7 separate regions of the Mus musculus genome follow, and all the other regions are linked to region 1. A link is a contact called in public ChIA-PET, HiChIP or PLAC-seq, Micro-C and promoter capture Hi-C data. All regions are on one chromosome and are shown on one strand. The core of a region is the stretch at or near the end of the contact, and the rest is flanking DNA. Distances in the headings are between cores, read along the strand shown. Region 1 holds the start of Rbm38 (RNA binding motif protein 38). Region 2 holds the start of Vapb (vesicle-associated membrane protein, associated protein B and C). Region 3 holds the start of Fam210b (family with sequence similarity 210, member B). Region 4 overlaps Rab22a (RAB22A, member RAS oncogene family). Region 5 holds the start of Rab22a (RAB22A, member RAS oncogene family). Region 6 overlaps Cass4 (Cas scaffolding protein family member 4). Region 7 holds the start of Ankrd60 (ankyrin repeat domain 60).

Evidence for each region. Promoter capture Hi-C pulls out the DNA fragments that hold promoters and counts their contacts. Hi-C and Micro-C count contacts between places; a contact is called where the count stands out from the background. ChIA-PET counts read pairs in DNA pulled down with a chosen protein or histone mark. HiChIP or PLAC-seq counts read pairs in DNA pulled down with a chosen protein or histone mark. Capture Hi-C pulls out chosen DNA fragments and counts their contacts.
Region 2: a contact with region 1 is called in an RNA polymerase II ChIA-PET map of memory CD8 T cells, with 32 read pairs. The contact joins the promoter of Vapb here to the promoter of Rbm38 in region 1. A contact is called at or near these places in 1 of 39 promoter capture datasets (pre-B cells), 1 of 115 datasets of contacts at active chromatin or transcription factors (memory CD8 T cells) and 3 of 9 other capture datasets (adipose tissue, liver and macrophages).
Region 3: a contact with region 1 is called in a Micro-C map of the G1E-ER4 cell line. The contact joins the promoter of Fam210b here to the promoter of Rbm38 in region 1. A contact is called at or near these places in 1 of 39 promoter capture datasets (the 3T3-L1 cell line), 3 of 484 Hi-C or Micro-C datasets (all in the G1E-ER4 cell line), 3 of 115 datasets of contacts at active chromatin or transcription factors (cardiomyocytes, fetal liver and memory CD8 T cells) and 3 of 9 other capture datasets (adipose tissue, embryonic stem cells and liver).
Region 4: an RNA polymerase II ChIA-PET map of memory CD8 T cells shows a contact between it and region 1, with 15 read pairs. The contact joins the enhancer-like site here to the promoter of Rbm38 in region 1. A contact is called at or near these places in 5 of 484 Hi-C or Micro-C datasets (CD4 T cells, the G1E-ER4 cell line, double positive thymocytes and 2 more), 3 of 115 datasets of contacts at active chromatin or transcription factors (bone marrow-derived macrophages, large pre-B cells and memory CD8 T cells) and 2 of 9 other capture datasets (adipose tissue and liver).
Region 5: a contact with region 1 is called in a promoter capture Hi-C map of liver, with 4 times the contacts expected there. The contact joins the promoter of Rab22a here to the promoter of Rbm38 in region 1. A contact is called at or near these places in 4 of 39 promoter capture datasets (the C10 cell line, erythroid cells, liver and 1 more), 5 of 484 Hi-C or Micro-C datasets (the G1E-ER4 cell line, double positive thymocytes, embryonic stem cells and 2 more), 3 of 115 datasets of contacts at active chromatin or transcription factors (bone marrow-derived macrophages, effector CD8 T cells and memory CD8 T cells) and 2 of 9 other capture datasets (adipose tissue and liver).
Region 6: a promoter capture Hi-C map of pre-B cells shows a contact between it and region 1. The contact joins the enhancer-like site here to the promoter of Rbm38 in region 1. A contact is called at or near these places in 6 of 39 promoter capture datasets (the C10 cell line, the HPC-7 cell line, cranial neural crest and 1 more), 2 of 115 datasets of contacts at active chromatin or transcription factors (craniofacial prominence and embryonic stem cells) and 1 of 9 other capture datasets (liver).
Region 7: a contact with region 1 is called in an H3K27ac HiChIP or PLAC-seq map of thymic regulatory T cells, with 10 times the contacts expected there. The contact joins the promoter of Ankrd60 here to the promoter of Rbm38 in region 1. A contact is called at or near these places in 6 of 39 promoter capture datasets (the 3T3-L1 cell line, hippocampal neurons, liver and 1 more), 4 of 115 datasets of contacts at active chromatin or transcription factors (astrocytes, large pre-B cells, regulatory T cell precursor and 1 more) and 1 of 9 other capture datasets (adipose tissue).

Annotation. Positions count from the first base shown.
Region 1 is chr2:173,020,253-173,023,344 of GRCm38.p6, forward strand. It overlaps Rbm38 (RNA binding motif protein 38), which reads left to right and starts at 1,650. Exons shown (of 4, transcript NM_019547.2): 1 at 1,650-2,018; 2 at 2,540-2,663; 3 at 3,075-3,092. The coding sequence starts at 1,788.
Region 2 is chr2:173,735,997-173,739,088 of GRCm38.p6, forward strand. It overlaps Vapb (vesicle-associated membrane protein, associated protein B and C), which reads left to right and starts at 1,575. Exons shown (of 6, transcript NM_019806.5): 1 at 1,575-1,754. The coding sequence starts at 1,697.
Region 3 is chr2:172,343,984-172,347,075 of GRCm38.p6, forward strand. Fam210b (family with sequence similarity 210, member B) reads left to right here and starts at 1,594. Exons shown (of 3, transcript NM_025912.4): 1 at 1,594-1,864. The coding sequence starts at 1,679.
Region 4 is chr2:173,677,706-173,680,797 of GRCm38.p6, forward strand. All of the region lies in intron 2 of Rab22a (RAB22A, member RAS oncogene family), which reads left to right. Among named protein-coding and RNA genes, the nearest start is that of Rab22a, 19 kb to the left of the region's middle. Within about 2 kb of position 1,671, at least 61 of the 459 cell types and tissues checked have an H3K27ac peak or open chromatin away from gene starts, as enhancers often do. A contact at or near this core is called in bone marrow-derived macrophages and memory CD8 T cells, where this site is marked.
Region 5 is chr2:173,658,261-173,661,352 of GRCm38.p6, forward strand. It overlaps Rab22a (RAB22A, member RAS oncogene family), which reads left to right and starts at 1,585. Exons shown (of 7, transcript NM_024436.3): 1 at 1,585-1,881. The coding sequence starts at 1,846. It also overlaps the pseudogene Ppp4r1l-ps.
Region 6 is chr2:172,411,276-172,414,367 of GRCm38.p6, forward strand. The region is part of intron 1 of Cass4 (Cas scaffolding protein family member 4); the gene reads left to right. Among named protein-coding and RNA genes, the nearest start is that of Cass4, 19 kb to the left of the region's middle. Within about 2 kb of position 1,481, at least 79 of the 459 cell types and tissues checked have an H3K27ac peak or open chromatin away from gene starts, as enhancers often do. A contact at or near this core is called in craniofacial prominence and pre-B cells, where this site is marked.
Region 7 is chr2:173,576,815-173,579,906 of GRCm38.p6, forward strand. It overlaps Ankrd60 (ankyrin repeat domain 60), which reads right to left and starts at 1,459. Exons shown (of 4, transcript NM_027303.2): 1 at 1,176-1,459. The coding sequence starts at 1,260. It also overlaps the pseudogene Ppp4r1l-ps.

The DNA.
Region 1 (3,092 bases), core at 400-2,899:
GGGCCAGGAAGTCTCGACGCTTTAGGAATAAGTAAAAAAAAAAAACAAAAACAAAAACAAAACACACTTCAACGAGTTTTCAAAAGGCGCTTCTTTAAGGGGTCTTTGGTCTGGAGCCCCCTCCTCTTTACGTTCCACCAGGGATTCACTCAACAGACGCCTCTCTTGCTAATCCCTACGCTACGCCTTGAGCAACACTTGCTAGAGAGCTCCGTCAGCAGCAGAAGACCTTAGACCAGAAAGAAGCCCCGGTTGGGTAGGGTCTGGGGAGAACAAGCCTTACAGCAAAGGAAACTTGAAGCGAGGAAGGTAAAGCCAAGAGAGTGAGGCGCTGGGCAGGGGTATCCCCAGCAGGCTCGGAGTTCTGCTCTGTGTGAAGGGGACTAGACTGACTGGGGCTGAACCTGCCCAGAGGCTGCCTGCCTTACTGTCCGCCTTGACCAGTGGGGCCAGGCCAGTTTTAGCCCCACTAAAAGCTGTAGGTCTTCAGGTCCCAGTGTGATAACCAGGAATGGGGACATGAGGGACGCAGGATCAGGGCTGCTTCCTGGCCCGGAGGCTAAAGCATCGTGCCTGCTTCTGTGCTGAAATTCCCATTTTCTTCTTTCTATTTTATGGTTTCCCATCATACAGGCTAGCTTCTGACTTTCTGTGTAGCAGGGTATGGACCCGGAACCCTCCCACCCTCCCAACTCCTCAGTATTAGGATCACCGGTGTATTCCACTCGGCTGTTTGAAATTTCTGTCTCTAACAAGGGCCCCACGTTTGCATTTGCGCTGGTGGGGAAGAGTTCTGCAGACTGGCATCATGGTCCCAGCCTTGGCCCACGTTCTACACAGGCCATGTCATGCCTTCTGCTTGTTCTCCTGCTAAGGGTGACCCCACAGGCGGTCCCATGTCAGTGACATGGGAGCCCAGCCGCCTTTGTTCTTCCTCACAGTAGAAAGTAGAAAGTAGAAAGCTCTTAGCTTTCTACAAGACTGTAAAAGGTGTATTCACTATCGATTAGCCCTCATTTTCACAGACTACCTAGTGTCCCGGGGTATGCCATTGTTGAAGTCCCAGCAGAGAATCCCTGACACCACAGGACCGCCAAAGTACGTGTGATGTATTATGGTGTGCGTGTGAATTATTTTTATAAACATGGCAAATTCACTTTGCCCTTTATTTTTATTTTTTATTTTTTGGAGACAGGGTATGATTTAGTCCAGCTGGCCTCAAACTTAGTATATAGCCAAGGGTGGCCTTGAACTGACTCTCTTTCTTGAGTGTTGGGTTTACAGGTGTGTGTCACCAGCCAGGTTTTTGTGATGGGGAGATCAAACCACAAGGGTTCGCGAATGAGTAGCTGAGGCACTCCTTCGGACCTTTTTTTTTTTTTTTTTCGGACCTTTTAACAAGTACGTTTGCACCCCTAGTCGCTCGGGTGTAAACCACTGAATCAAGCAACGCTTGGAATATACCGGACCGTGCGCCCCGCGAGACAGACAAGCTGATACCGGCGAGCACCTAGGGGCTAAGTCACCTCATTCGCCGGACCCGCGTCCTGGCACGCGGGACGTACTTAGAACTACAATTCCCGGCGGCCCCCGCTTCCAAAGGCGTGTCTTAAACGAGAGGGGCGTGACCGCGGGGCGTGGCCGGCTACAAAGGCGGCCGGCAGCTCGCAGGGCGCGGAGTAGACGCTTCGCGGCGGACGGAGAAGCGGCGCGGGACAGCGTGGGGAACTCGGATTCGGCCTGGGACACCCCCGCATGCGCCGGCCGGCTCGGTAGCGGCGGCCCCGATGCTGCTGCAGCCCGCGTGCTCCCCGAGTGTGTTTCCGCGGCCGTCCGCCGCCCCCAGCGCCATGCACGGCTCACAGAAGGACACCACGTTCACCAAGATCTTCGTGGGCGGCCTGCCCTACCACACCACCGACGCATCGCTCAGAAAGTACTTCGAGGGCTTCGGAGACATCGAGGAGGCCGTGGTCATCACCGACCGCCAGACCGGCAAGTCCCGCGGCTACGGCTTCGTGAGTGCCCGCGGCGCGCGCACCTGCCGCCGCCCCTCCCCCACCGCCTCCCAGACCCGCCGCGCGCAGCCGGGACTCCGGGGCTTCCCGGGGCCGTCGGCCCTTCCCCCACACTTTCCAGCTGCCCCAAAGAAGCGTAAGCTGTTAGCGCCAGCGACTTGAAGACGGTTTCCCACTTCCTTCCACTCTAGTGTCCCCAAACTAATTCTCTGAGAAAGTTAACGGTACTTACTGATGGCCTGGACAGCGGGGGGGTGGGGAGGACTCCCCTTGAGGTTCCCTTTACTCCACTTCCTAGGGGATTGTCGCTGTCCTTGAAGGCACTCCGCACTTGAACTTTGGGGAAGGAGCTGCAGCCCTGGAGGCAGAGAAGACAGTGCCCCAAGGGTCCTAAATACCAGATACTCTTCTGGGAGGAAAGACCCAGAGATGGCCCGATGCCCGGGCAAAACCCCCTTCCCTTCTCTGCCTTGTTTTCCTCAGCCAGCCACCAAAGCCCCTGACCCTCTGTGTTCCTGCAGGTGACCATGGCAGATCGGGCAGCGGCTGATAGGGCTTGCAAAGACCCTAACCCTATCATCGATGGTCGCAAGGCCAATGTGAACCTGGCCTACCTGGGTGCCAAGCCTAGGAGCTTACAGACGGGTAAGAGCTTTGAGTTTTCTTTCCAGCCCTCCTTGTTTCTATATTCAGCTTTGGTATCTGTCTGATGGAAAAACGCTGCCCCCGCTCCCCCTTTGTCCCCGAGTGGCAGCCAGCAATCATGTGCCTGCAGAGGCAGCCCAGGGCAACCACCCCTGGCTTGGGAGCTTGCTCCTCTTTCTCGGCAGTTTATGGTCCCAGGGATAATGATTTTTTTTTTCCAAAGTCTCCTACTCTTGGGGAGGGAAGAAGTCAGATGCCGACCAGGCAGGGGATCATCCCGAAAAGCTGGTACAGCCTGTGGACTTAATGTGCTTTGACCAGGAGAGTGGCGCGTGTTATTTGCCCTCCCTGTGTGTGGCCCTGGGACCTTACCCATGCAGTGTGCTGTTCCTAACTGCTCTCTTGTTTTAGGCTTTGCTGTTGGTGTGC
Region 2 (3,092 bases), core at 325-2,824, 720 kb after region 1:
AACGGAAAGAATAAAAGTAAGAAAAATATTGACTGAAAAGCTTTGAGCTTGATGAAAGATTCTCAATCAGCAAATTTAGAAAGCCCAAAGAGTTCAAAGTACAACAAACGCAGAGACAGTGTGGCAAAACACAGAGCAGAGTGGGCGCACGCCTTTAATCCCAGCACTCGGGAGGCAGAGGCAGGCAGATTTCTGAGTTCGAAGCCAGCCTGGTCTACAGAGTGAGTTCCAGGACAGTCAGGGCTACACAGAGAAACCCTGTCTCAAAAAACCAAAAAACCAAAACCAAAAACAAAACAAAACAAAACAAAACTAGACTGAGGGAAACCTGAGTTTCCTTTAAAAGCACAAGGCGTATAATGGAGCAGTGGGTGACTATGATGAACTGAAGCCCTAAAATCTCAAGAAAGCAGAACAAAATGTCATAAAAGCTAGACTTTCATAGATTCAGTACACATGAAGCAGTAGTAGCAGAACACAAGGAAAGAACAGATGGAGAGGAAAACAATCCTGAAGAGCAAGAAATGAGAGGCCAAAAGAAACAGTACATCTAATGGGAAAACCAACGTAAAGCAGCAGAAATAAACCCAGGTACACCAACAAATACAATAAGTATAAATGGATTAGATGCACAAGCTAAAAGACAAAGACTACCCCTTGGAAACTTTTATTATGAAAATAACTTCAGGTGTATAGAACATGGGAAGTACATGAACAACATGGATATTCCTGCCATATAGAGTCATGTGTACTCTTCACACGAATGTTTGATGAGGAGGCTATGAAGGTCTATTTTACATAGTATACGTTACACAATGAAATACTAGTCACGTGCCAATGGGAACATACAGGGCTTATTTTGGGTATCAGACAGAGCTAGGCTCTCAGTTACTTTTAGTCATGTGATTTATGTGTGTAACTAATTTATTCTCTCAGTGAGGTCCTAGCACGGTGTGAAGCAGGTCGTTTTCTGGTTATTGTATTTCTAAATATTTCTTGCATAAACAAGTAATGCTATCAGCAAATGGTTCAGTGCAGCGCTTTGCGGTTTGGTAAACACTGAATGCAGAATAGCTTTTATTTATGACAGTTACTGAAAGCATTCAGCGGAGTGGCACGAAATAAGCAAACAATAATTGCCAGTTTATTATATTTATAATTGTTATTTATGAACTGTCACAAGGCCTGGCACATATCACTAACCCGTAAACATTGTGTTTGTAAGAATAATAAGTACTTTATTATATTCAGGCTCAGTAGAGCCTGGCACCACACGTGCGGGAAGAAAGTGGAAGTTTATTCTTGTTAATTATTATTATTAAGTAAAGCACTTAACAACAGTTCTCCCCGCAGGCGCTTACTGAACAGTCTCACTGGAGACCGCCCCTCCTCCCAAGCCTCGAGAGGCCACGCCCCCTGTCTCGGAAGCTCCGCCCTCTACCGCCCGGTCTGTGCCTGCGCAGTGGCCCTGAACACCCTGCGCATGCGCAGTCTCCCTTTTGTCGCTGGAGCCGCTGGCCACTGCCGGAGCCCGGCATCTGCTACGTACGTGCGTACGTGCGTGCGTCGGGGCGTGCGTGGGTACGTCGTGCGTGCCGTGAGCTCGCCCGGCACCGCGGCCTCGCCCTCCGCCCCTGCGCCCCGCCACCCAGGCCGCCGCCCCCCGCCCGCGCCGTCGCCCCCGACGGGGAGGACCATGGCGAAGGTGGAACAGGTCCTGAGCCTCGAGCCACAACACGAGCTCAAGTTCCGAGGTAAGCGGCCGGCCGGCCCGGGAGCTGTCACTCAGCGGCCGGTGCCGGAAGGGACGCGCCCTGAGGGCAGGACACTGTCCGCTTGAGGCCCGCATGCACCAGGCGTCTAATGCATGCATGTGGAGTCAGTGCATGGAAACGGTTTGCCTGAGTACCCTTCCATCAGCTCCCCCGAGGCAGCGAGCTGCCGGGGTTACAGCCCACGAAGCCCGTGCACACTTTCTGTGTAGTACACTTTCTGTATACATCTGTGTGTAAAGGTGCATGCCCAGGTGATTAAAAAGGTGCACGTAGACAAATATATATGCATGGTATACGCATGTTATAGATAGTGTGTATACATACATGTGCGTACATATATGTACATACACACACACAAGTGTGTGTGTATGTACACATGAATGTTTCCATTCACTAATTTTAAGGGCCACGAGGCAACAGGGTCCATGCCCAGCCTGTTCCTTGCTTCGTTGCATGTTTGAGTCATGAGATTGGGCACAGGAGGCCTATAAAGTTCAACAACCAGTAAGCAAGATGGCAGAATACAGTGGTAAGCACTAGGAGGAAGAGGAAGAAACTGGACTCTATGAAGGTGTACTTGAGGTTGGCTGATATGATCCTCTGTGTATTGCCCACGTGTAGCCCACAGCTGGCACACACGATTTTGGGTGGCCGAGAGTCACCCGTTTCTCCACCGCTGGGAAGTAACGTAGGATCACAGCTCTTATCTAGTTGTCGCATTTGAGTTCTGATTTCAGACGTTCAGATACTTAGCCACTGTACCCACAGACTCTTGGGAAATGCTTCAGATCTGTGGCTGTTCACCTTGCCTTCCAGGTTCAGAGTGTGCAGTGTGACTCTTACAAGGAAGCAGAGGCCGTCCAGTCAACCTGAAAACAAAAACCTTAGGCAGCCTAACACAGGGCTGTGGAGATGGTTCACCGGATAAAGAGCTTGCTGTCAAGGCTGAGGACTTTAGTTCAATCCCTGAGTCCCACATGGTCAAAGGAGAGAACCGACTTGTGCACATTGTCCGCTGACCCCAACAGGTGCAGCCTGGCACACTTGTGAACAAACACACAGACACATACACAAAAAAATTTCAATAGAAGCATCGACTTAAATGTGGACCCTCGTCACCAGAGGTTCCCCCACTTATCGGGATCCCACTTGTTAGCGACAAGGAAGTGGTGTCCGTTTGGTAGTGACTATTTGGAATTTCGAATGCTGAGTCTTTTTCAGGTTACAGTGGTGCGTGATCCCGTGCCTGACTGCACAGCAGTGAATCGCCGCCTGGTTATAACTGTAGCTCTGTGTATTTTGTGTGTTTGCACCCTG
Region 3 (3,092 bases), core at 344-2,843, 680 kb before region 1:
ATTTTATTCTTTTGGGTCAAGGAGACTGAGCTTGGGGGCTGGTCTGGAGCTCCTGCCTCTACTTCCCAAATACTGTAGTTATAGGCTGGGCCACGGTGCCTGTCCTGGGGACCGCTGGCATTGTTTCACTGAAGTATGATTGCTCTGCATAAAAGTGAGCTTTGCTTATTGTGGTGACCCTCACTGCCCTGTCAGCCCCCTGCTCCTTGAATCCCCGCCCAAATCCCACTCACAATCCTAGATAGCCGCTGACCTTTTTGGGGGGGGGGGTCCAGAATTTTGCCTGTGAACTTTGCATTCTCTGAAGATGAAATCCTCCTGCATGTTGTGTTTGTGGCTGGAATTTTCCATTTGGCAAAGCAGTCCTGAGACTTGTCCCTAGGATGAAGGTGTTCACGCCTTACTTTAAAAAAATTTTTTTATTATTATTGCATGGGAGGGAGCATGTGTACAGGCCAGAGGAGCACTTTGTGGAGACTGTGGCTCTCTCCCCCCACCTCCCAGCCCCCACCCCCACCTTGCCTGGGCCCCAGGGTGGAACTCAGCTTGGATAGCAAGTGATCCACAGATGGAAGTTCCATTCTCCAGCTGACAGATATCTGGACTGCCCTGCTATGAGTATTGCTGTCTTCTGAGCATGTGTGTAGGACAGGTTCTCCTGGGGTCGAGGCTGGCCTTGAACTCTTAATCCTTCTGTCTCAGCCTCCTGGGTGCTTGAGTTACAGATCTGCACCACCATGTCAAGATAACAGTTTACTATTATTTCTTTAAGTTATAAGAACAGAAGGGTTAATTTTGGCTCATGGGCCTAGAGGTCCAAGGTAGAGGGGCCACATCTAATGCCAGCAACGCCTTCCTGTGGGCCCAAGTCCCCAGGCAGTGCATAGTCACCAGGTAAGAGAGAGTGCCCTCTTGTCAGATTTTAGTCCGACAGAAATGTGAGTCTTTGCTTCTCTTGAGACACTATGGGAGCGGAGTTGCTGACCAACCTGGTTTGTGTACTTTTAACTATCTGTGAAAGTACAAAACTTTTCTCCACAGTGGCTGCTTTCATGTTCACAGCCGCGATATAGTAGGCTCATTTAGAGGGCTTCTTCAAGTGAGAGTTAACCTCTATAGTTCCTTTCTTCTTTAAAGCATTCACGTAAGCATCAGTCTTCCAGGTTTCACCCATTCGGCTGAGAGGAAAAACAAAGAATGCATTAGCCCTCGCTTGAAACAGCCGCCAGCCGCGCTCCACAGTCCGGAAACTCAAAATCCTGGAAAGTTCTGAGAAAATGCATTCCACAAAGAACTGGCCTGAGGTCCTGAGAACTAGGCTGATAGACTTGGCAGGTCCCCAGCCCCGCCCACTCCGCTTCAGGAGGCGGAACTTAGCCAAGGAAGCGGGGCTGAGGGGCGGGAACAAAAGAGAGCGAGCGTCTCCAGATGCCCCACCCACTCATGGATAGGCTGCTTCTGCGGAGGGCGGAGCTGTTGGGTGGAGCCCAAAACCTGCGCTCCGCTATAGAGCCCCGCCTATCCCACGCTCAGCTCCGCTCCGGGGGCGGGCCCTAAAGGTGTTGGGGCGGGGCCTGTCGGGGGGTGGAGCTCGAGGCCCCGGTCTCGGCCCCGCCCACCGCGCTGTGTTGGAGCTGATTCCCGAGTGGGCACACTGGAGCTGCGCTCGCGGCGCGCCATGGCCGGGCTGTTGACGCTGCTTGGCCCGGCAGGAAGAGTGAGCACCCGGCTGCGGCCCCTGGCCCCTTGGCTCCTGGGAACCGCCACCTCCTGTGCTCCACCGCTCTGGGCCTTAGCCTTGTCCCATCCGGTTCCGGACGCCCGACTGCTGCGCACGGCCCGCGGGGACTGTCTCAGCCGCCAGGTAAGACTCCCCACAGCCACTCGGACCCTGATCCCCAAGTGGCCGGAGCGCCGTGCCAGGGCCAGCCCCAATGGACAATTTTTACATTGCACCTGACCGAAACGGGTCACCTCCGGGGTCCCTGAGTTCTCAGATTCCTAGAATCCGAGAAAAATCTCTTTCAGTTAGCAGCCGGAGAAACTGAGGCTAGGAGTGGAATGGTGCGCTGCCCAAGGTCATGGAGTCGCCCGCCGAGCCCCAGTTTCGAAAGCCAGAACAGTGGCGTTACCGAGCCGATCGCAAGGGGCCTGAATTCTATATGAACTTCCAGTCCGGCCCCTGGACTTGTTCCTTTTGAAGTTCAGTTGAGGCCTGGGCACTGGGCCCAGGAGGCGGCATCGCCGGTGCCGCCGGTACATCTACCGCTTCCCTGTGCTCCTTGCGCCACCCTTTTATCTAGCTGGAAGAGCAGGCTCAGAGCAGGCAGTCCATCCCGTTTTGTTGTGGTTACTTGCCCTGAGTGCTCAGAGTGAAAACCAGCTTCCATTCAGACAGCAGCATATCTCAAGTAGGTCTCAAAAAAAAAAAAAAAAAAAAAAAAAAGCAGGAGTTCAGAAGTAGTAGATCGGAAGCGTCGAGGTCTGGGGGAGTCTGAAAGAAAGATCACTGCCATGAATCGGGCAGTTCTGAGTACTGTCTGCTCCCGTGGCTTTTCAGTTAGGGATTGGTCGCTTTCCTTGAGTGCCGAGCACAATGATGGAAGGACTTCCTTCCCCTCTCTCCTGCCTGACAGACAGGACACTGGCCTCAGCTCTGCTCCTGAGCACAAGTCAGGATACTCACAGCGTACCGTGCTTCAGGGCACCGCATAGCTTCCCTCTCCTCCAGAAAGTCTTCCCTGACTACCAGTAGTGTGCCCCCCCGCCCTATACTGTCTCTTCTCTAGCGCTCAGATCTTAGCTGCCTTCACGATCTGGTACAACCTCTCACCTTGTTCTGCCACATCAGCCCTGTTGGTAGCCTAACCCTAACCCTAACCCTAACCTTAAACACACACTCTGCCTTGACAGGTGTGTTTACAGCAAGGATAAGTCTGGTCTCAGGCTCATAGGATCCATGTCTCTGCTTGCTAAGTCAATCACTTTGATCAAACGCTATCCCTTTTCCATGTCTGTAAAATGAGATGTTACTAAGTCATTTCCCAGAGGGTGAATGTGATAGGCGACAGCATGCTAGCTGGCATCTGGTA
Region 4 (3,092 bases), core at 421-2,920, 660 kb after region 1:
TTTTAATTTTTTTTTAAATACCTTTACTTATTTTTGTGTGGGGAGTGCCTATGCCACAGCACATATATGGAGGTCAGAGGACAATTTAAAGTTTCTGTGTGGGTCCTGCAGAGAAAACCAAATTTTTAGGCTTGCCGGCCAGCATCTTTACCCAGGAAGCCTTTTCACTAAGCCCTCTTCTGTTTTGTTGTTGCTTGGTTAGTTTGGTTTTTTGTTTTGTTTTGTTTTGTTGTTTTTGTTTTGTTTTTGAAGCAGACTTGAGGTTTATTAAATATTATTAAGTACATTATTAAAACATAGGTGTAAACACAGCATTAAGAGTGAATATTGGACATGTAAAAGGAGGATGGTACTGCACACCGCAGAACAGCCACCAGCCTCTCTGCAGAGCAGCAACTCCATGTCTTAGTTGCTCTTTATGTGAATTTGGTAGCTTTTGAAGTCACATCTACTTACACTATTCAAAGATGTAAAAGATGGGGTAGAAATGTTCACTTATTCCTGCTATTGGCTGCAAGACTTGAAAGTGGTTTACAGAATGTATGGCACAGGTTCCCAGGCCTTTAGATAAAAACATAGTCAAAGGGAGCTTTGTTATGCTTAGGTCACAATCCAAAACCTATTTTGACTGTAAACACAGTTTATAATCTTGCTAAAGAGCTCTTCCAGCAGCAGATGTGAGGGGCTCCTCTTAACTTCTTCCCATCTTTCTGCTCAGACTCAATTTTTCTTTTTGAGACTTAGATCATCCCTTTGAAGGTTTGTTCTTATTTTTTAGACATGGTCAAACTCTATAACCCAGGTTGACTTACTACTCACTATGTAGTCCAGGCTTGCCTCAGACATGCAGTGATTCCCCCTGCCCCAGCTTCCCAGCTACTAGAATTATATGTGTGAACCACCACACCCACTTTGCAGTCCCTTAATCCTACATTTTCTGAATCTTCCTGTTGAATAGGGATGAAGACCCTGTTCTCCAAGTGTGAAAATCCAGTCTAACAGCTCTAATGGGGACAAAGTCCAGGCTTGGAGACTGAAGGGTTATCACATGATTGAGGTCTAAAAGGAGGATATCATTACTCAGTATATAGCACACATACAAGCATTGCTAAGCCTGGTCATAAGAGTAGCACCAGAAACATGCATATGTGTGCTTCAGCATGTGAAAACCAGGGGTCAACATCCAAGTTTTCTTCAATGTCTTTCCACCTTATCTTCTGAAACAAAGTCTCCCTTGGACCGTGAAGCTCAGCAGTCTTGGTAGACTGGCTGGCCAGTGCGCTTAGTCCTCTCCTCAGTGCTGGGTTGCTGGGTTACAGACATGGCCTACCACACAGTTTTCTACAAGGTGCTATGTATTCACACTCAGTTCCTCAGGATCACACTCACTCCATCATCAGTTTAGTGGCAAAAATGAACTGGAAATGTACATGAGGAAGATTTCTAGGACTGGAAAATGTTGTGACTATATTATTTTGGGTGATAGTTACATGAGACTATGAAGTTTTAAAATTCATTGGCCTGAAAATATTATACTACATTTTATTGTACATCAACTCCACCTGTTCTCATTTCATTTACTGCTGTGATAAACCACTCTGACTGAAAACAACTTGGGGAAGAAAGAGTTTCAGCTACATCGGATGACAGCTCATCACTGAGGGACAGGAGCCATGGGGGAGGGGAGCGTTACTGACTGCCTCACCCTCTCTCTGCCTTGTTCACAGGCTCATGCTCAGAGTTTCAGTTTTGTTTTCATTTTTTTTAAGATTGTTTATTTTTAGTGCGTGTGTGTGTGTGCATGTATCTTTCTGTGGGGTATGCCTATGGAGACCAGAAAAAGGTATCCCAGCCCCTGGAGCTAAAGTTACACTTGTTGGGAATATTAGGAACTGAGCTAGGGTGCTGTGAAAGAACAAGAGATGGAAAAGGAAAAAAAAAAGAAAGAAATGTAAATAAAGAAAAAAAAAAAAGAGAGATGGTTGTCAACAGCTGAGCATGTTTTCAGCCCCTCTGCAGTGTTCTCACACCCCAGCTCTAACTGCCTAAGGATGATGGGATGGCTTATATATATATAATATATATATGTATATTATATATATATATATATTCACTCAAGACCTCACTCTCACTTAGACTTTTCTGTGCTGTGTCAAGTTTATACCCAAGGCTAACCAAGACTATACCTCAATAGATTACAGTTTTTGTAAAGCTCCATCTTTATAGGGACAGAAAATGGCATTTTTTTTCTGTCTCTATAACAAAATTGCTGAGATAATTAATTTACAAAAGGCAAGGGTGGTTCTTTTAGCTTATCGTTTTGGAGGCTGCACTGGATGCTCAGTTGACCCTCTTGTGTGTTGCTTCTGTCCTGTGCAGCACAGCATCCTGAGAGAGTGCAGCAGGGTAGGCTCCGGGACCTCATGGCTAAACAGTAAATGAAAAGTGAGGGACCCTCAACCCCTTTTTACCTGTCAAAAGGTTCAGTGCACATCCCAGTGAGGTCATACTGGTGCCAAAGCTTTAAATACATGAACCTCTGGGAAACACCTGGGAAGTTATTCCTCACTTTCACAAGATGGTTGAGGTAAAGGAAGGTCAGTTGACTCATCTCATGGCACATGGCATCAAAATTAATCAGCCAAGCTGGGAAACTCCCTTGAAGGTTTGCTTCTCACCCTGTGTGCAGCGATTGTCTCCTTCAGTCTTGCCCAGCAACTGTACTTCCAGGGTTCTGTCCTACAGAGAGCTCCCTAGACTGTTAGCATTCTGTCTAAACTCCACCCCCATAGTTACCTGGCAACAGCCAGGTAGGCCTGACCCACACTATAAAGGGGACTGCTTGCTGTGTCTCTTCCCCCATCTCTTGTTCCTTTCTTGCTCTTTTGGGCTCTTGCTCCCTTCCTCCCCCCCCCCCCCTTCCCCCTTCTCTCTCCACATGCTCTCTGCCTTTCTCTGACTCTACTACCCTCTTAACTCCCCTCCCAATGCCCTGAATAAACTCTTATTCTATACTATACTGGCGTGTGACTGGTTCCTCAGGGGGAATGGATGCCTTAGCATGGGCCTGCTGAGGCCTCCCCTTACCCCAC
Region 5 (3,092 bases), core at 335-2,834, 640 kb after region 1:
ACTCTGCAGACCAGGCCGGCCTCGAATCCATAAGACTTAGGAGGTAGGATGCTACTCTGGTGGTTTTGCAGAGGAAACGACCAATGAGGCTCTAAGCGGTATGGTGACCTGCCCCAGATCCCACTGCAACTGGAGTGATCCAGGACTGCACCTGAGGGCTGACTCAAGGGCCAGGCCTCTTCACCACTCACTTTTCTTTTCTCTCCAAGTGTCATGCTACACTAATAGAGTTGACACACACACACTCACACACACACACACTCAGGGATCAAATGTGCTCAACACTGCAATGGTCTACCAAACATTCTCAGTCAACATCAACTCCTGTCAGGGAGTTTCAGGTAGGGAAGGGAAGGGGACAGAAGTAACTCCTAGGGCTGGGACTCAGGAAGCCCCAGTTGACTGTGGTGATTTGTGTCATCTGAGGTGATTTGACCTCAACCACCAGCAAGCCTCCCTGGGTTTTTTTTTTTTTTTTTTCCTGCTCCCCTCTGGCTTGTGAGGGAGATCTAGTTCATCTTTGTAAATTCATAAGCCCAACAAATGGCCCGAGCAAGTAGAGGTAGGCGCTGAAAAACTATATTGGATAGACAAGCCAAAGCTTCGTTTGTCCATTAGCCACAAATTGGAACTTGCACTTCGAAGGTGGCATCTCTCTCAGCTACTGTCTCTTAAAATAATTCCAGAGAAGAAGTGGAGGCTGAGAAGGGTCAAGTGGAAGAGACCCACTCAAAACATGGAAAGCAGTGGGCTCCATGAAGACATGGAGCTGGCCAGGCCCACAAGTAGGGCGTCACTCCCAAGCCCTAACTAGGAACCCAAGGAGGTTCCTCCCAGGTTGGGATTGGCTTTCCCTCTCACAGCTCCTAGCGCAGCCAGAGGAGAAAGTGACAGGAAGACAAAGTTTCCAACAGACCCAAGTCCTAGCCCAGGAGGGAAGGGCACCTGAGAAGAAGCGGGCTCGAGATAGGCTCGACCTGAGGCTCCTGTCCCGTCTAAGTGCACCCCACAGTCCTCTGGGAGGGACCCAAGGAGGGGCGGGGCGCCCCAACTGTTACTTACAGTCCTCTAAGTCATCCTGCAAGTCCACAAAGTACAGAGGGATCTCTGAAAAAAAATCAAAAGACACACAAGGAGCTACACGGGGCTGCGCGGGCGGCGAGTCCCGGGCTCGTGCGGAGGTGGGGTGAGGGGGGCTCTCGGGGAGGGGAAGGGGAGCCGTCGGAGACCCCTGAGCCTAGACCCCACTCACCCGCCATCTTAGGATGTGCCAGAGGGCGGGGCTGGAGGCGGGGGCGAGCCCAGAGGCCACGCCCATCCCTCGCGCTCCGCCCACCAGCCTGGCCTCACTCACCCGCCGCCATCTTGGGACGGGTGGAAGGTGGAGCTAGAGGCGTGGTAGCTTCAAGATTACGCCCCATCCCGCCCCGCCCACTCCTTAGAGAAGATGGGGCTGAGGCGGAGCTGGAGGGTGGGGCGACGCTGAGGCTCCGCCCATTGGTGCTCCGCCCACCCGCCTGTGAGCTGCGAGCCGGCCGCCCCGCCCTCGCGGAGAAGGTGGCTGCCGAAGTGGGCGGGGAGGTCAGGTGACCCAGCTGGCGTCCCAAGATGGCGGCGGCGGTAGCGCCCGGGAGGCCAAGGCGGTGTCCCGGCTGTTGAGGTGACTCCGCCGGACAAGTGACGGGGTCGGCCGGACCGGAGGGCGGCGGCGGACGCACGGCCGCCCGGAGTGCTCGGCCGGGACTTGGCGGTGAGGCGGCGGCGCCGGGGGATGCTGGTGCTGGGCCGGGCCTCTCCCTCCTCAACTTAGGGCGGCGGCGGGCCCGCACCCCTGGTTCCCGGGCCATGGCGCTGAGGGAACTTAAAGTGTGCCTGCTCGGGGTAAGTTGCAGCGGGCGGGGTCCGGAGGGTCGCGGAGGCCGGGCGGGCGGGCCCCGGCACTCCAGGGCCCCTTGCACCCCTTTACGCTCAGCGCGGGACGCAGCCCCCCACAGACCCCTTAGGGCGGCGGGACCAGCAGGCTGTGCCCCACCCAAGGCCCCCAGGTGTCAGGGTGGCCCCCGGCGCCCCGGAGCGACGCCCTCTTTCCATCCCACAGTGAAGTAGCCCACAGGTAGTTTCCTTCCAACTTTGCGAGGGACACCTTTAAAGTTAGACAAGTTTCTGAAAGTTAACCCTCCCCAGCAGGGCTTTGGGTTTTATGCGCACACTTGGCCTCCTTTCAGCAATGTGGGATGGTTTTGAACTTTTGGGACGTCTTTGACACTTCTGCAAGAGTTACTTTCCATTAAAGTTCACTCTTCACTAGAACAGGGAGGAGTTACCAGGACTTTGAAGGTTCAGCTTCCGGTCCTCTCACAGTAGTTTGGCCTTTTCAGAGCCTTCTAATGATCTCCTTCCTGAGTTTCTGTTTTAATGACTGAAAAAAAAAAAATTCCAATAACTACATGGTTTTTGCCCCTTAGCAGGGTGGGGCTAGGGTTCATCCCGATTACTCCGCAACTTGGGAGCGCATAGTTTTACTGGTATATGTTAAAAGGCCAGTGAGTCCAGTCACCTTTCACACAGGACAGGCATTGAAGAGGCCTTTTTACTTTGGGAGGGAGCAGGAGTTCAGTCTTAGAGACTAAACCTAAACCTTGTACATCCTAGGCAAGTCCCGCCACTGAGTTGTGTGTCCCCAGTTTGCTTGCTTCTATTTTTTTAGCAGGATCTCCAGAAGTTGCCCAGGATAGCCTTGAAATCTCAGCCTCAGCAGGCCTTGAACTTGGAACCCTCCTGCCTCTGCCTCCCAGATTTGCTAAGATCGCAGTCCTGTAGCACTAGGCCGTCGTAGGTCTTTCCGGAGGTCCTAGTGTCACTTAAGAACTGCAGAATCCTTCCCCAGTACTTTCAAGATGGTTTCTCACTAGTTGGCCATGACTGGCACTGTGCTCAGTTCTTAGGCTAAGAAATCTGCCTGCTTCTGTCTCCCAGGTACTGGAATGAAAAGCATGCGCTCTGGCCCCGTAATATAGTTACTTCACTGACTTATTACAGAAGCCTGTTGTGTCTCTCCATCTGCAGATGGAAATGCTTTTTCTGCAGTCCTC
Region 6 (3,092 bases), core at 231-2,730, 610 kb before region 1:
GCACAGTGGTGCCAGGAGCCTGGGTGCACAGTGATGACTCACTGCCTGCTGTCACCATGGGGGGCTGCTGTGCTGGCTCCCCTCCCTACGTGACACACTGGCTATGACTCGCCTCGCTATGTCCTCCCATAGGGCCTTTATATGGGAGTCCAACTCTGCATAGAGGGAGGTGGCCTTGGAAGAGGTGACCCTTGAACTGGAAGCTAGTCAGGAAGAGATCTGGTGAAAGAATGTTCTGGGTACGTGGAATGGCAAGGGATGAGCCCCGGGCTGGAAGCATTATGGAAATGTCAATCAACAATATGGCTGGAAGACCATTAATGAGGGCAGGATCAGCAGGCCTGAGGGTGGACCGTGGGGCCTCAAAGCCACCGGGGGGCTTAGCTGGTATCCTAATGCAGTTGTGAGCAATTCCAGTTTTTAGACAGACTTAGATGTGTGTGTGACACACACACACACACACACACACACACACACACACACACACACACACACAAGTCTTATATTATTCTTGCTGGAGACCAAGAAGGGATATGTGAGTCAAAGATAGATGGGGAGCAACCCCAAGAGCCCGAGGGACTTTGAACAGGTTATTAGACCTCGCTGATCCTCTATTTTCTTACCTGTAAAATGAAGATAAGACAGCCCACATCTGAAATATTCTGGGAGTTCGTGATGTAAAATGTCTGAGCACTCAACTTAAAAACCAAGTCTCATCCCATATAATTCACTCTGTTCCGAGAATTACCACGTGGGGTTCGCTCCTCTTCTGCTGTTGCTGTTGCTGTTGCAGTGTTTGGTTTGGTTTGACCTTTTGAGACCAGGTTTTCTATAGGCCAGGATGACCTTGAACTCCCAGCTTCCACCTCCTAAAGCTTGAATCCATTACAGGAACCGGGCCACCTTGCCTGATTCCTTCTTCTTGTGTAACAAACCGGAATTGTCTCTCTTATTAAAACTTGGTGACCTACACTAGGGGAATTTTTGTTGCCTACCCAGCAGACGTGAAGCCCTAGGTTCCATCCCCAGTACTTCAATTAATTAATTAATTATCTAATTAATTCATACTTTGATTAATCACTTGGCTATTAATTGGTTAATTATTAATTAGACACTTAATTAGTTGTTTTATTAATTGGGGAATCATAATAATTGCCTGTTTAATGTTCCAAAGGCACTCTGTGCTATTTATAAAGAACTACTATACAGAAGGGACTCGTTCTGTGACACACTTAGAGGTTACTTTTGCTTTTCAAGACGTGGCCAGGCGGCAGGCAGGCAGGCAGTCGGAGGAAACCAACCAACCGTATCTCAGGAATGAGGCAGCTGCTGGTGATCCAGCGCAGCTGTGGGTGCCCTGAGGGGCAGATGTTTCCTGGCTTGGATGATCCTAAAGATCCATTGCTCTCTGGAAATGCCCCTCCTCCCCAGAAGAAGCCACAGCTGCTGGGACAGTGTGACACTCACGGGGAACCAGATAGATGCTGCACGCTTCAGTGGCAAGCCTCCCTTCAAAAGCACTTTGAGTAGATTTCACAAGAGTGGTGAAGGGTGAAAGCCAGCGTTTGCTTTTCATTTTCCCAAAATAAATAGTTAAGTTGCAATTTTCTCTTCCCTCCCCCTCTCCTTCTCCCTCTCCCCCTCCCCCTCTCTGTCTCCCTCCCCCTCCCCTCCCCCTCTCCATCTCCCTCTCTCTCTGTCTCCCTCTCTCTCTCCCTCTCTCTTATTTTTGAGACAGGATTTCTCACCTCAGAGCCCACTTCTAGGACGTACAATGTGTCCCATGGTGGCTTCAAACTAACAGTAATCCTTCTGCCTCAGACCCCTAAGTAATAAATAGAATTACTAATAAGTAGCTTTCAACAAGGTAAAATTGTGACTCTCCTACAGAAATAGAACAAGTTGCCAGGTGTAGTGGCTCACACACTGTCCCTGAACTCTGTGGAGACAGGAGGATCAGAAGTTTAAGGTCAGCCTAGACGGCAGAGAAGCAAAGTTTGAAAGCCAAACAAAACCTCTAGAAAGGATCCCGTTGCTTTACCAAGTCTGAGCCTTTAGTCAACACGCAACAAGAGTCTGTAACCCTGCCCTTTAGCACATCAACCCAGCTGGTTTCTGCAGGCCTCCATGTGAAACAATGACACCACATTCCAGGGCAATTCCAGCATTTATCTGGTTCCAGCTCTGTGAGCATTCCTTCTACATTGTGCTTAAAGGGCCACCACAGTGTCACAGGAAACTGCCTGTCTCCCACTCTAGACAGAACTAGGTGTTCCTGCTCTGACTTTTTATCTCCTAGAGACTCAACAGCCCCAGCAGCGTGTGGCTCTGCCCTGTCCATCATGAAACCAACCAAGGGCTAATGTGGGCCCCGGGGGACACAGCTGAGAGGGAGGAGGGTGTGAACCCTGCTCTCGTGGGAGACAGTCAGAGGGATGGTTGTCCTCTGTGAGTTAGAGACAGACATGGGAAGATCCTAAACAGGCTAGAAGAACCAGTTTGGTTTGCAGGGTGGCATCAAAGAACACTTTTTCTCAGGAAGTGGCATTCATGAAGAGTCTAGAAGCGTGGAATTTCAATGGGTGAAAAGCTGCTGGTGTGTTTGGGGGTGGAGGGGAGAGCGTGGGCAGGACCGAAATCCTCAGCCAGAGAGACCATGGAAGGCTGGTGGGGAAGTATGGGAGATAGAAAACCACAGAGGGCCTGGAAGCTTCTGGACCCCAAGAGTGCCTAGGCACTGAAGGATGGTTGGGGGCGGGGAGGGGGCAGGGTCAGTGCCACGTGACAGCAGCATTAGGTAAATGTTTGCTGACCATCTGGAGGAAGATGTGTTAACATATGGAAAGGGTAGTCGGAGCTGCAGGAGTGCCAGTTCTCAATAGGAAAGTCCCTGTGTTTGTGGTTCACCATGGGGGCCAGGGGAAATCTCTGCAGCCATGCTGTGACTCTGCAGGACTCATCACCTGTCTGGACCAATAAACTCTTCCAGACAGGTAGGGTGGGCAGGGAGGTGACCCACTTCCCAAGATGAATAGAAGCCACCCACCCACTCACAGGGCAGTTTGGACAGTCTAAGTATTTCCAAGAATAGG
Region 7 (3,092 bases), core at 209-2,708, 560 kb after region 1:
TGGTTAGCCTGAGAGATTTGGGGGTTTAACCTTGAGTAGCTGTGTTCTGGGCTTGGGGTTGTAGGATTGGCAGGTTTTGTTTTGAATTTTAACACCCTTGAGAGAATATACAGTTGGTATGAGTTGGGGGGCGGTGTTGGTAGCGGTTGGTGTGGGAATGAGATCTGGGCACTCAGCTTTATTCTGGGTTTGGGGTTCCAGGAGGGGAAAGTTTGATCTGAGTTCTAGCATCTCTATGTAGACACAGTTGATGGAATCTTGGGGTCACCTAAAATAGATCTGGTCATGCTTGGCCTGGATTTGGGGTTTCCTAAGGTGGGTAGGATTTTGTTTAGTATCTCTGGATAGCCAGTGGGGATGGAGGACATGGGTTCCCGAGGCAGTGGTCATTAGCCTAGAAACCAAGTTCAGTCTTGGTCGACTTTGTCCTGGGTCTTGAGGGTCCCAGGTCCAGATGGCTTCTTCTGTGTTTGTGCAGACATGTATGGACACGGTTGGTTTGAGTTTTAGGGTTGGGGCTCTGAGCTAGTTATTTTCAGCTTGGAGATTTGGGGTTCAATCTTAGGCAGATGTCCTCTGCCTTTGGGGACCTGAGGCCAACAAGGTTTGTCCCAGCTTCTGAAATGCTCGCATAGACAGGCTAACTAGAGAATTTGGTATCCACCACTTAGGGTTTGGTTTGGATCCAGGTTCTCATGGGGGGAAAGGCCTGTCCTCGATTTGGTAGTGGTAGGGTCTACTAAGACCTAGTTTTGTTTCAAGAGTGAAGTCTTAGGTAGACATGGTTGTCTTGGGGGCCTGGGCTCCCTAAGGAAGACAAGAGGCTGCCCAGAAGGTCTTGTGGTTTTGAGAGTTGAGGTTCTGAGCAGCCTGGACTTGCTCAAGGTTGGCAGACCACAGCCTGCGACAGACACAATGCTTGTGAATGAGGTTCACCTATATATTTGGGGTTAATAAGACACCCACCCATGTGCTTGGAGTTAGGAGCCCTTGAGTGGCCAGCGCTCCAAGGGGCCGTTCTAGATGGGGCTCGAGTGGTTGGGTTTGACTTGGTCACCTTGGATTCTCTGGCAGTTACGAGTGTCATGGGGACCCAGGGCAGGAGTGGGCCGGGGGGGGGGGCCATTGAGTGGGAGGAGCTCATGGGGTGCGGGAAGGGGTCGGGCAGGGGCCACCTCGGTCCAGGAAATGCAGCCGCTGCAGGTTGAAGGGGATGCCGACCATCAGGTCCAGCTCTTCTTTGAGCTCCCGCACTGTCATGTCGTTGCGGCAGTTGGCCACGCGGAACAGCTCCCCAGTCTCCTCCAGCTTCACCCGCAGGACATAGACGTCAGGAGTCAAGTCTGGCGACACGGTGGAGGCAAGCGGGTCCCCTGTGTGCCCCCTAACCTGTGCGCGGGCCCTGCTGGAGGGCTGAGTGTGGCGCGCGCCCGCCTTGGGGTCGTCCCCCTGCCGTTTCGGCGGACGCGCGCCCGCCCCCGCCACGTCTGCCGCCCTCCGCATGGCCCGCGTCATCCCGCGCGTCATCGCCGCCCCCGCCTGGGGCCCCCGGGACAGGAGAGGGGCGCCCGCGCTTCCGGAGACTGCTCCCCCCCCCCCCCCCCAGCCTCCTCCGCGGTCCTCGCCAGCCTGCTAGCCCTGTGGGGAACCTCTTGTCTGTTCAGGGCAGTCTGCATGGTTAGGGAGAAACGCTGGGTCCACAGTTTCTAAGGTGGTCGACAGGCTTGCTGCCGTGTGCTTTTAGGAACATAGCAATCCAAGCTAACCTGGGCCACGCTGGAACAGGCAGAGGCTTGGGTGGAAATGGCATCAAACCCGTGTGCCCTGACGTTGTGACATCCTCGGAGGGAGAAAAGTATGGAACACATCTGATGGGAAGGCTAGGCTTAAACCTTTTCAGGGGAAGCTCAAACCGCAGGGTTGGGAGGGTGTAGGCCCTCAAATACCACCAGACCCAAAGCAAGGCCTTTAGGGGCTAGAGGAAGCACCATGGAACGGGCAGGGAGCCAGAACGCCCTTCAAAAACTCTGTTGTTACCACGAACAAAATAGAAGCTTGAAAAATAGTTTGTATAGCAGTTACACAAATTTGGTCTAAGGCATGGTGGTCCAGGCCACCCACTCACTTGGGGGCAGAGGCACATGCAGTTCAAGGTGACATAAAGGGACGGTGGTTTAATCCTTTTATATCAGAGAGGCTCATTCTAAATGATGGATAATTATAATGTGTACAGTGAACAGGCTGGGGTCTTACAGTCTTTCTTTTTTTTTTTTTTCTTTTTTCTTTTTCTGCAGTACTGAGTATTGATCCCAAGGCTCCACCCAGGAACAGAACTCCCCCCCCCCCCCCCAGCAGCTGTCTTGTAGCCACAGTCTTGATAGGAGGCTGGTCTTGTCATAAGTGAACAATTTCATTTCAGTACCTAGATTCTACCTCAGAACACTAAATAGTTATTTTTATCTTTATTATTTGTCTTTTGTTTGTGGGATTTTTTTGTTTTGTTTTGTTTTGTTTTGTTTTGTTTTGTTTTTTGAGACAGGGTTTCTCTGTGTAGCCCTGAGTGCCCTGGAACTCACTCTGTAGACCAGGTTGACCTCAAAATCAGAGATCTGCCTGCCTCTGCTTCCCGAGTGCTCTGATTAAAGGCGTGTGTCATGACTGCCTGGTGTTTTTGCTCTTCTTTCTAGAAAATTATGCTCTATAAAGGATCCAAGATTCTAGCTGAGAATAATTTTCCCTCCTTTTAGACCAACAGACTTGATAAGTTTCCATTACCTGAGCAGTAGAAGCTTGTTTTGCTGCAGAGGCCCTGCAGCGTGCCTCGTGTTCTTACTGTAGACACGCAGCACACACAAAGCGGGACAGCTTCTGGCTTTGTTTTTAATCGTGTGTCTCTAACTTTAATGAATTAACTCTGTGCTACAGTAGCCCAGATGTTGCCTGTGCTGGGTATTTGAGTTCTTTACATTTTTCCTAGTCTCTTTGGCACCGCATAGACGCCTTCCTTTCCTCTTGAATAACAAGATCAATAGAATTTGGGGACCTGCAGGGGTATCCCGTGTAACAGGAAATTCAGTATATGACCTTGAAGT